Linked DNA regions of Oryctolagus cuniculus: region 2 is linked to region 1. The links are chromatin contacts, called in public Hi-C maps. All regions are on one chromosome and are shown on one strand. The core of a region is the stretch at or near the end of the contact, and the rest is flanking DNA. Distances in the headings are between cores, read along the strand shown.

Region 1 (4,267 bases), core at 875-3,374:
CAATGGGAAAATGGCTAGACCTTACAAATTTTTGTTACTGAACATAAAAATTGATGCGCTACTTTAGTCAAAATACTGGTCAGCAAGTGTAAAGGCTTATAAAACATGTTGCATGGGGCCAGCACAGTGGCGTAGTTGGTAAAGCCGCCATCTGCAGTGCTGGCATCCCATATGGGCACTGGTTTGAGTCCCAGCTGCTCCACTTCCCATTCAGCTCTCTGCTATGGCCTAGGAAAGCAGTGGAAGGTGGCCCAAGTCCTTGGGCCGCTGCATCTGTGTGGGAGACCTGGAACCTGGAAGAAGCTCCCTGCTCCTGACTTCAGATCAGTACAGCTCTGGCTATTGAGGCCAGCTGGGGAGTGAAACAACAGATGGAATATCTCTCTCTCTCTCACTGCCTTTCAAATAAATAAATAAATCTTTAAAAATGTAGCATATTCTGCTATAGTTTGAGTATGTTACTCGAAAGTTCCTGTGTGTGAGAAACTTAATCCTCAACTTCATATGCTACTGGTATTGGGAGGTAGGGCCTTTGGGAGGTAATCAGGGTTAGATGAAGTCATAAGGGTAGAGCTCCAATGGTGACATAATTGGCTTCAACAGAAAGGAAAGAGAGACTTCAGTTGGCACGCTCTGCCCTCTCCTCATGTGATGTACCTTGACTGTGAGATGATACAGCATGAGGCCCTCACCAGATGCCAAGCAGATGCTGGATTCAGGCTCTTGGACTTCCCAGCCTCCAGAACCACGAGCCAAATAAACTCTTGTTCCTTACAAATTTCCTGGCCTAAAATATTTTGTTATAGCAACAGAAAACAAACTAACATGTATACCAAGAATCTGAAGCTTAGTTTTCTTCTTACAATTCCAAACAATTAGCTGTATCCTCCAATGTCTCCAGAGAAAGGTAAATAAAGGCAAGGAGCAATTTCCACTGTTGACTAAACCCAAATGATCAGCCTCCCCTAGTTTGATGAAATGAGGGCCATCTGAGAACCCTGCTTTAACCTTCAAAATCATGAAAACTAAGGAGGAGGCATAGGTAGATAGTCTGCCAGGTCACACAACAGTAAATTGGCTGAACAAAGAATAGTCCTGGAAAATGAAACAGTTACCTTGTATAAAGGGTTGTAAGCTTAACACCTTTATTATAACAGGTAAAAATGTGAAAAGACTTTAAAAAGTTAACAAAACTTCACTAATGAAAGTTTCCATAATAGACAAAGTCAATGTGTCTCTCTAACTTTTATAAATCTACAACATGAAAGACAATCCCACGTTTTTACTAAGTACTTCAATAGACACAAGCTACTGAACCAGATAAAATGTGGTTCTGCTACCTAACTAGGTTCTTCAGATAGGTGTCATTGCTTGTATATGTGTGAGCATAAATGTGCTTTAGAGAACATTATTTATTTGGTCAACCTAGATTATTTACATCATAGTGATTGCTAATTTTGTCTGAATTTTCCTACTAAATGGCATTTGTGAGTCTATTTGTCAGTGAGGATCATCATTTTCCCACAGGTGCAGGAGATTCCATGCAGCAATGTACTGTCCCATAAAGCAAGTAAACTCTGGGGTTGTTAGCTCTTCAGGATTGACAGAGAAGTTATCAGGTCATGCTGCTTTAAGTGTCCTTTCCCTACACATCAGGAGGACCATCTTAGTGGGGTGGGTCAAGGGTTGATTATGTTCCACCCTGAGCTGTTGCTCTGAGAGCACAAAACTGGAGATGCACTTGTCCCCAAGGAAATCCCTGATACTATTGAAGATACCCCTTCATGTGCCCAGAACACTGGGAAAGCCTGAGGCTGGCTAAAAGTCTTCAGCTATCCTATACAAGTCCTCTCTCAAAGCTACCATCTTTGTGTTTAGGCTAGCAATATAACACACCTTTTTGTTCCTGCTAATGATGTGAAATACTCACCTGTCCAAGGCATCATGAGAGTTGTGTCGGTTGAGCACCACCCTACCATAATTTTCATCTCTGAGAAGAAATAGTAAAATTATATCACACCATAAAGTTGCCACATAGGAGTTAAGCACGGAACAAAAGAGAAGGGAGAGAACTCACAACGTTTGGCAAGGTTAATCATTTGACTTCAGGCATAAGAACACAACCATGAATCTGCTTTAACCAGTCACTACTTGCAAGAGCATGGTAAAAAGAAACAAGTTTGTCAGTACAGAAGATCATTTATCTCATGAGATTTCCACATGATTCAACAATGAATGAGTGTTTTGTTTCGTTTTGTTGTTGTTTTATCACAGTGTGGGAATACAAGGCCATCGACTTTGTATATATTAGAAGAGCTCTTTTTCTACAGGAAGGCAAAAAAAGACTTCCACAAATATTGTTGAAGTTCAATTAATTCCATTATATCTAGATATTTTAATGGACTTGGCAGTTTTCTTTGACAAATTGTAGAAAAGCAAATACTGGTATTTGTGGCTAACAACATTCTCGGGAGATTAAGCCTGTTTTTGAACTATGAGAATACATAGCTCTCTGTTTGGTCCTTAAAATAACCCTATGAATTAAGCAGGGTAAATACTGTCATATCCAATTCACAGATGAGAAAACAGAGCATGGATTTTTCTTAAGACCACAAAGTCAGCAAGTGATAGATGTAGATCAGGGTCGCGGATCTTTTTATTCCAAGCTTTTGCTTCTCTTACTGGCCAACTCTGCAACACACTTTTATACGTAAAATTCCCAAGCCATGTCTTTCTTATTTAGTGCACTAGCCCTGAAAGTACATGCAATTTCAGGAAATGTCAAAACATGTAGTAGAGTTCTTGGACTTGAGCTAAAGCCAAGAGTAACCACCTGAATTTTTTTCATGTCAACCCAACCAAACCTGAAACACCACATTGTTCCTGGTTTGGCACCACTAATATTACTCAACACTCTGGAACCATTTTTAATAAAGCTATAAAAGAATTGTGGTAAGCAATTAAAAAGACAGCTGGACAGTGAAACTGAAAGAATGCCAGCAAATATATCCCCTCAAAGACCCCACAATGACTGTTCCATCTTCCTTGGTATCCATTCTGAAAATCTGTGAGAAAACAGGAGACACCAGGTATGTCTTTACTTAAGAAGAATCAGAACAAACAGCCCGGAACCAGGCCGGTGGGAAATGGGAAGCATCAAAGCCAATTTTCCCTTCAATCATTAGCTGCAGTGCCATGCAAGCTGGCATTGTGGGCCTTTCTAGAGAGGCTTGCCTGATACGAAGCCAACATTTCTGCCAACCGGGTTTTGTCTTAGATGTCTCTATGGTTACTCATCTGTGTAAATATTTGTAAACCAAAATGTATTATCTACATTTGACATCACAATACCACTACAGAAAAACAGAAACATCACATTGGACTAACGGAAGCCCTAAGGGCTATTTCACCGAAGGAAATGATTATTGTCCAACAATGATAACTCCAGAAGTTAGACTCCAAGCACCTTTATATTTCCTTAAAACAATAAAATTAAATGAAAGAAAGTAATAGGTATTTTTACTTAATAGTTACAAATACGCCCTACAAATAACGTAACTGGACAGTTTATACAAACTTTGAAATTGGTGTCCTATAACATAGTTTCTCAGCTTTGATCACATTTTGCTGTGGGGCTGTCCTGTGCATTACAGGACTTAAACTAGCAACCCTGATCTCTGCCCACAAATAGCAGCAGTCCTTCTAGAGTTTGATATGCAAAAATGTTCCCAACATTGTCAGAGGTCCCTTAGGGTAAAAATTCTGGTTGAGAAATACTGACAAAATGAGAGACAATGGACCATATCCCAAGCTCATCACTTAGTAGCTGTGTGCCACTTGACAAGTTACCCACCTTCTCTGAGCCTTAGATTCCTCTTATGTAAAATGAGGATATAATATCTATTTTGTACATTTGTTGTCATATTTAGTAATTCTTTATATGAAAAGTATCTAGCATCAAACCTGACACATTAGGAAATCAGAACCTGTATTTATATGCATACATAATATATATTGTGTACATAATTTTTATAAACATATATATTTGGTATGGGAAAATTTCTATTGTAAATCTATGTTGGCAATGAGGCTATAGGTCTATTATCATAGTTTTGAGATCTTTAAAATTATACCTAGAAGAAGAAATACTTAAAGCACTGCCAGTAGTATTTTCTCCTATAAAGTAATGTCACATTTCCCACTCTTCCAACACCTAGAGGTAGATGGCTAGATGGGACTAGAATGAGTTGGAAATTTACTGATTTCA
Region 2 (4,267 bases), core at 737-3,236, 73 kb after region 1:
TTATCTACATTTTTTCCTACTTCTGTAATAACTACTTAATGATGTTCCATGGAGGCTAGCATAGTAAGAGAGGAAATGAAGCAGAGCGTGGATACTGTTAACACTGGTGGAGACAATCAAAGGGGCACAAAATGGGGGGGGGGGCTAGAAAACTAATAAAACTTCAGGTTAGGGTCACTTCCCCTAGGGAAAATTCCATGACTACTCAAAACTAGGTTTGGTATTTTTTCCTCCCATTGCACTCTCCATTCACATCCCAAACAGCATTCATTATACTACATTTAAATTGTCTTTTTATTGTCAATTTCTTTTCATAACAAGCTCTTTGAAGATAGGCCTATTTCTCTGTTCATTACTCATCCTAGTATACAGTCAGCACCCAAAGATATACTAATTCTATGAACAGATGAGTGAATTATGCTTTGAAGCTTTTAATATATTGTGCATATTATAGATGTACTGATAATAAAGGAGTAGACATTAAAATATTTGCACAGCAGAAGGGTGGTAGGTTCATAGGAGTTTAGACTTCTCTATACTTTTGTGCTTATTTGAAAGTCTCCATAATAAAAAGTAAAAAACAAATGCAAATGTCATGCAAAACAATGCCAGCTATGTTCAGAACACTCTGCATGGCCCCAGTGCTGTGGGACAGCAGAATAAGCCAAGGTCTGCAGCACCAGCATCCCGTATGGGTGCTGGTTTGAGTCCTGGATGCTCCACTTCCAATCCAGGTCCTTTCTAGTGCACCTGGGAAAGCAGCAGAAGATGGCCCTGCACCCATGTGGAAGACCCAAAGAAGCTCCTGGCTCATGGCTTCAACCTGGCCCAGCCCTGGCTGTTGCAGCCATTTGGGGAGTAAACCAATGGATGGAAGACCTCTCTCTCTCTATGTGTGCATGCAAATTGGTCATTCAAGTCAATAAAATAATTCTTTTCTTAAAAAAAATCTACCTAGGAAAAAATCCATAGGAAAGAAATACTTTAAAATATCAAGACAGTTGTTTCTATGCATAGTTTTTTTCCCCCACAATTGAAAGAATTCCAAGATGACCTAAACTATAAAGAATTCCTTCCCTTGGGTATTGGCTAGATTTTTGAAAGTGATATTACTCCTACAATTATACTACACTATATGTTGGGGGAAAATGAAGGTATTTCACAGAAATACTAAAAGTCTCTAATAACTTGACTTTGAGTTTATGAACAAGGAGAATACCCTGGGTGGGTACTATCTAGTCCTGGGTGAGTTATCTGAAAGGGAGTCTACGTCTCCTCTGAAAAGACAGACTGCTGTGGCCTTAAAGAAGCAAGCTACCATGAGTTTACAGCTTCAGAAAATGAATTCTACCACAGCGACTTGAGCTGGGACTCAGACACCACATCAGCTAGACCACAGCCCTGGCCAGCACCTTGAGTGACACTCCAGCAGAGGACTCAGTCACACCACGGCGAGACGCCTGGCCCACAGAAGCTGAAAGATAACACATGTGTGTGCATGCTGATTTAAGCTACTACGTTTCTGGTAATTTCATCAATAGAGAACTAATTTCCTTGCTACTTTTCTGAATTTTCATATTTTATAAAATAAATAACATATTTTATAGGAGAAAATATTTTTATAACAAAGAGAAAAGAAAATTAATGTGTATAACTCAGGCTGTATTTAGAAAAGAAAACTGACATTTCTTTTCTTAATGTTGTTAACAAAGAACTACATCAAATAGAAGGAAATCTCTTTATACTTTAATGCTCAGGATCAAATTTAGAATCACTCAGCTCAAGGACAAAAGTGAATACACTCTGTGTAGCTGAACTGGTAGGTTCTGAATCAAATGCACTAGAAGAGAAACCTTTGCATAAATCACTCTTCTCTTGCTGTGTGGTAACACTCATTGAAACCATTCCAAACAAACAGATTGTAATTTCAGTTTGGACACCAATACCCAGCAGTCATTCATGAAACAAACAATATAACTATTAATCAAGCTTGCTGTTGATAATATTAAATACTTGACTCTCTAGCACCACTCCATGGAGACGTACTGAGCAGCTGAATTCTTTAACATCAGTAACAAAATGATTAATGCAAAAGTTCACAGAATCAATCTGAATGAGGACTCAAAGATACAAGATGATATTACTGATTCTCCACAAGATTCTCTATGATGCTTGCTTAGCTTAAATCTGTTTGTTTGTTTCTGTTCTTTTTTTTTCTTTTCATTCATACTATTCAGTGAACTCTCTACTTAGTGTAGGGTTAATCTTATGAGTATAAAATTAACTGAAAACTTCTCAATTTGATGCAATCCCAATAGTTGATTTTGGCTTTGACTGCCTGTGCTTCTGGGGTGTTTTCCAAGAAGTCATTGCTGGTACCTATATCTTGCAGGGTTTTTCCAATGCTCTCTAGTAATTTGATGGTGTCAGGTCGTAGATTTAAGTCTTTAATCCATGTTGAGTGAATTTTTGTGTAAGGTGAAAGGTAGGGGTCTTGCTTCATGATTCTGCACGTGGAAATCCAATTTTCCCAGCACCATTTATTGAATAGACTGTCCTTACTCCAGGGATTGGTTTTGGATCCTTGATCAAATATGAGTTGGCTGTAGATGTTTGGGTTGATTTCTGGTGTTTCAATTCTGTTCCATTGGTCTATCCATCTGTTTCTGTACCAGTACCATGCTGTTTTGATTACAACTGCCCTGTAGTATGTCCTGAAATCTGGTATTGTGATGCCTCCAGCTTTGTTTTTGTTGTACAAGATTGCTTTAGCTATTCAAGGTCTCCTGTGTCTCCATATGAATTTCAGCACCATTTTTTCCAGATCTGAGAAGAAGGTCTTCGGTATCTTGTCTGGTATTGCAATGAATGTATAAATTGCTTTTGGGAGAATGGACATTTTGATGATGTTGATTCTTCCAATCCATGAGCATGGAAGATTTCTCCATTTCTTGGTATCCTCTTCTATTTCTTTCTTTAAGATTTTGTATTTCTCATCATAGAGATCTTTAACATCCTTGGTTAAGTTTATTCCAAGGTATTTGATTGTTTTTGTAGCTATTGTGAATGGGATTGATCTTAGGAGTTCTTCCTCAGCCATGGCATTGCCTGTGTATACAAAGGTTGTTGATTATTGTGCATTGATTTTATACCCTGCTACTTTGCCAAACTCTTATATGAGTTCCAATATTCTCCTAGTAGAGTTCTTTGGGTCCCCTAAATAAAGAATCATATCATCTGCAAAGAGGGATAGTTTGAGTTCTTCCTTCCCCATTTGTATCCCTTTAATTTCTTTTTCTTGCCTAATAGCTCTGGCTAGAACTTCCAGAACTATATTGAATAGCAGTGGTGAGAGTGGGCATCCCTGTCTGGTACCAGATCTTAGTGGAAATGCTTCCAACTTTTCCCCATTCCATAGGATGTTGGCTGTGGGTTTTTCATAGATTGCTTTGATTGTATTGAGGAATGTTCCTTCCAAACCCAGTTGGCTTAGAGTTTTCATCATGAAAGGGTGTTGTATTTTACCAAATGCTTTCTTGGCGTCTATTGAGATAATCATATGGTTTTTCTTCTGCAGTCTGTTAATGTGGTGTATCACATTGATTGTTTTGCGCACGTTAAACCATCTCTGCATACCAGGGATAAATCCCACTTGGTCTGGGTGGATGATCTTTCTGATGTGTTGTTGCATTCTATCAGCGAGAATTTTATTGAGGATTTCTTGAGAAGTTTCTGTACTGCAAAAGAAACAGTCAGGAAAGTGAAGAGGCAACCAACAGAATGGGAAAATATATTTGCAAACTATGCAACTGATAAAGGGTTGATAACCAGAATCTACAAAGAAATCAAGAAACTCCACAACATCAAAACAAACAACCCACTTAAGAGATGGGCCAAGCACCTCAATAGACATTTTTCAAAAGAGGAAATCCAAATGGCCAACAGACACATGAGAAAATGTTCAAGATCACTAGCAATCAGGAAAATGCAATTCAAAACCACAATGAGGTTTCACCTCACCCCAGTTAGAATGGCTCACATTCAGAAATCTACCAACATTAGATGCTGGCAAGCTGTTGGTGGGAATGCAAATTGGTTAAGCCACTATGGAAGGCAGTCTGGAGATTCCTCAGAAACCTGAATATAACCCTACCATACAACCCAGCCATCGCACTACTTGGAATTTACCCAAAGGAAATTAAATTGGCAAACAAACAAGCTGTCTGCACATTAATGTTTATTGCAGCTCAATTCACAATACCTAAGA

Evidence for each region. Hi-C and Micro-C count contacts between places; a contact is called where the count stands out from the background.
Region 2: a Hi-C map of embryonic fibroblasts shows a contact between it and region 1, with 6 times the contacts expected there. The contact joins two enhancer-like sites. A contact is called at or near these places in 4 of 6 Hi-C or Micro-C datasets (ear pinna, embryonic fibroblasts, liver and 1 more).

Annotation. Positions count from the first base shown.
Region 1 is chr9:34,843,652-34,847,918 of mOryCun1.1, forward strand. It overlaps SCEL (sciellin), which reads right to left. Exons shown (of 34, transcript XM_008260072.4): 4 at 1,931-1,990. Among named protein-coding and RNA genes, the nearest start is that of SCEL, 17 kb to the right of the region's middle. Within about 2 kb of position 2,125, at least 2 of the 8 cell types and tissues checked have an H3K27ac peak or open chromatin away from gene starts, as enhancers often do.
Region 2 is chr9:34,916,650-34,920,916 of mOryCun1.1, forward strand. All of the region lies in intron 2 of LOC138843768 (a long non-coding RNA gene), which reads right to left. Among named protein-coding and RNA genes, the nearest start is that of SCEL, 56 kb to the left of the region's middle. Within about 2 kb of position 1,987, at least 1 of the 8 cell types and tissues checked has an H3K27ac peak or open chromatin away from gene starts, as enhancers often do.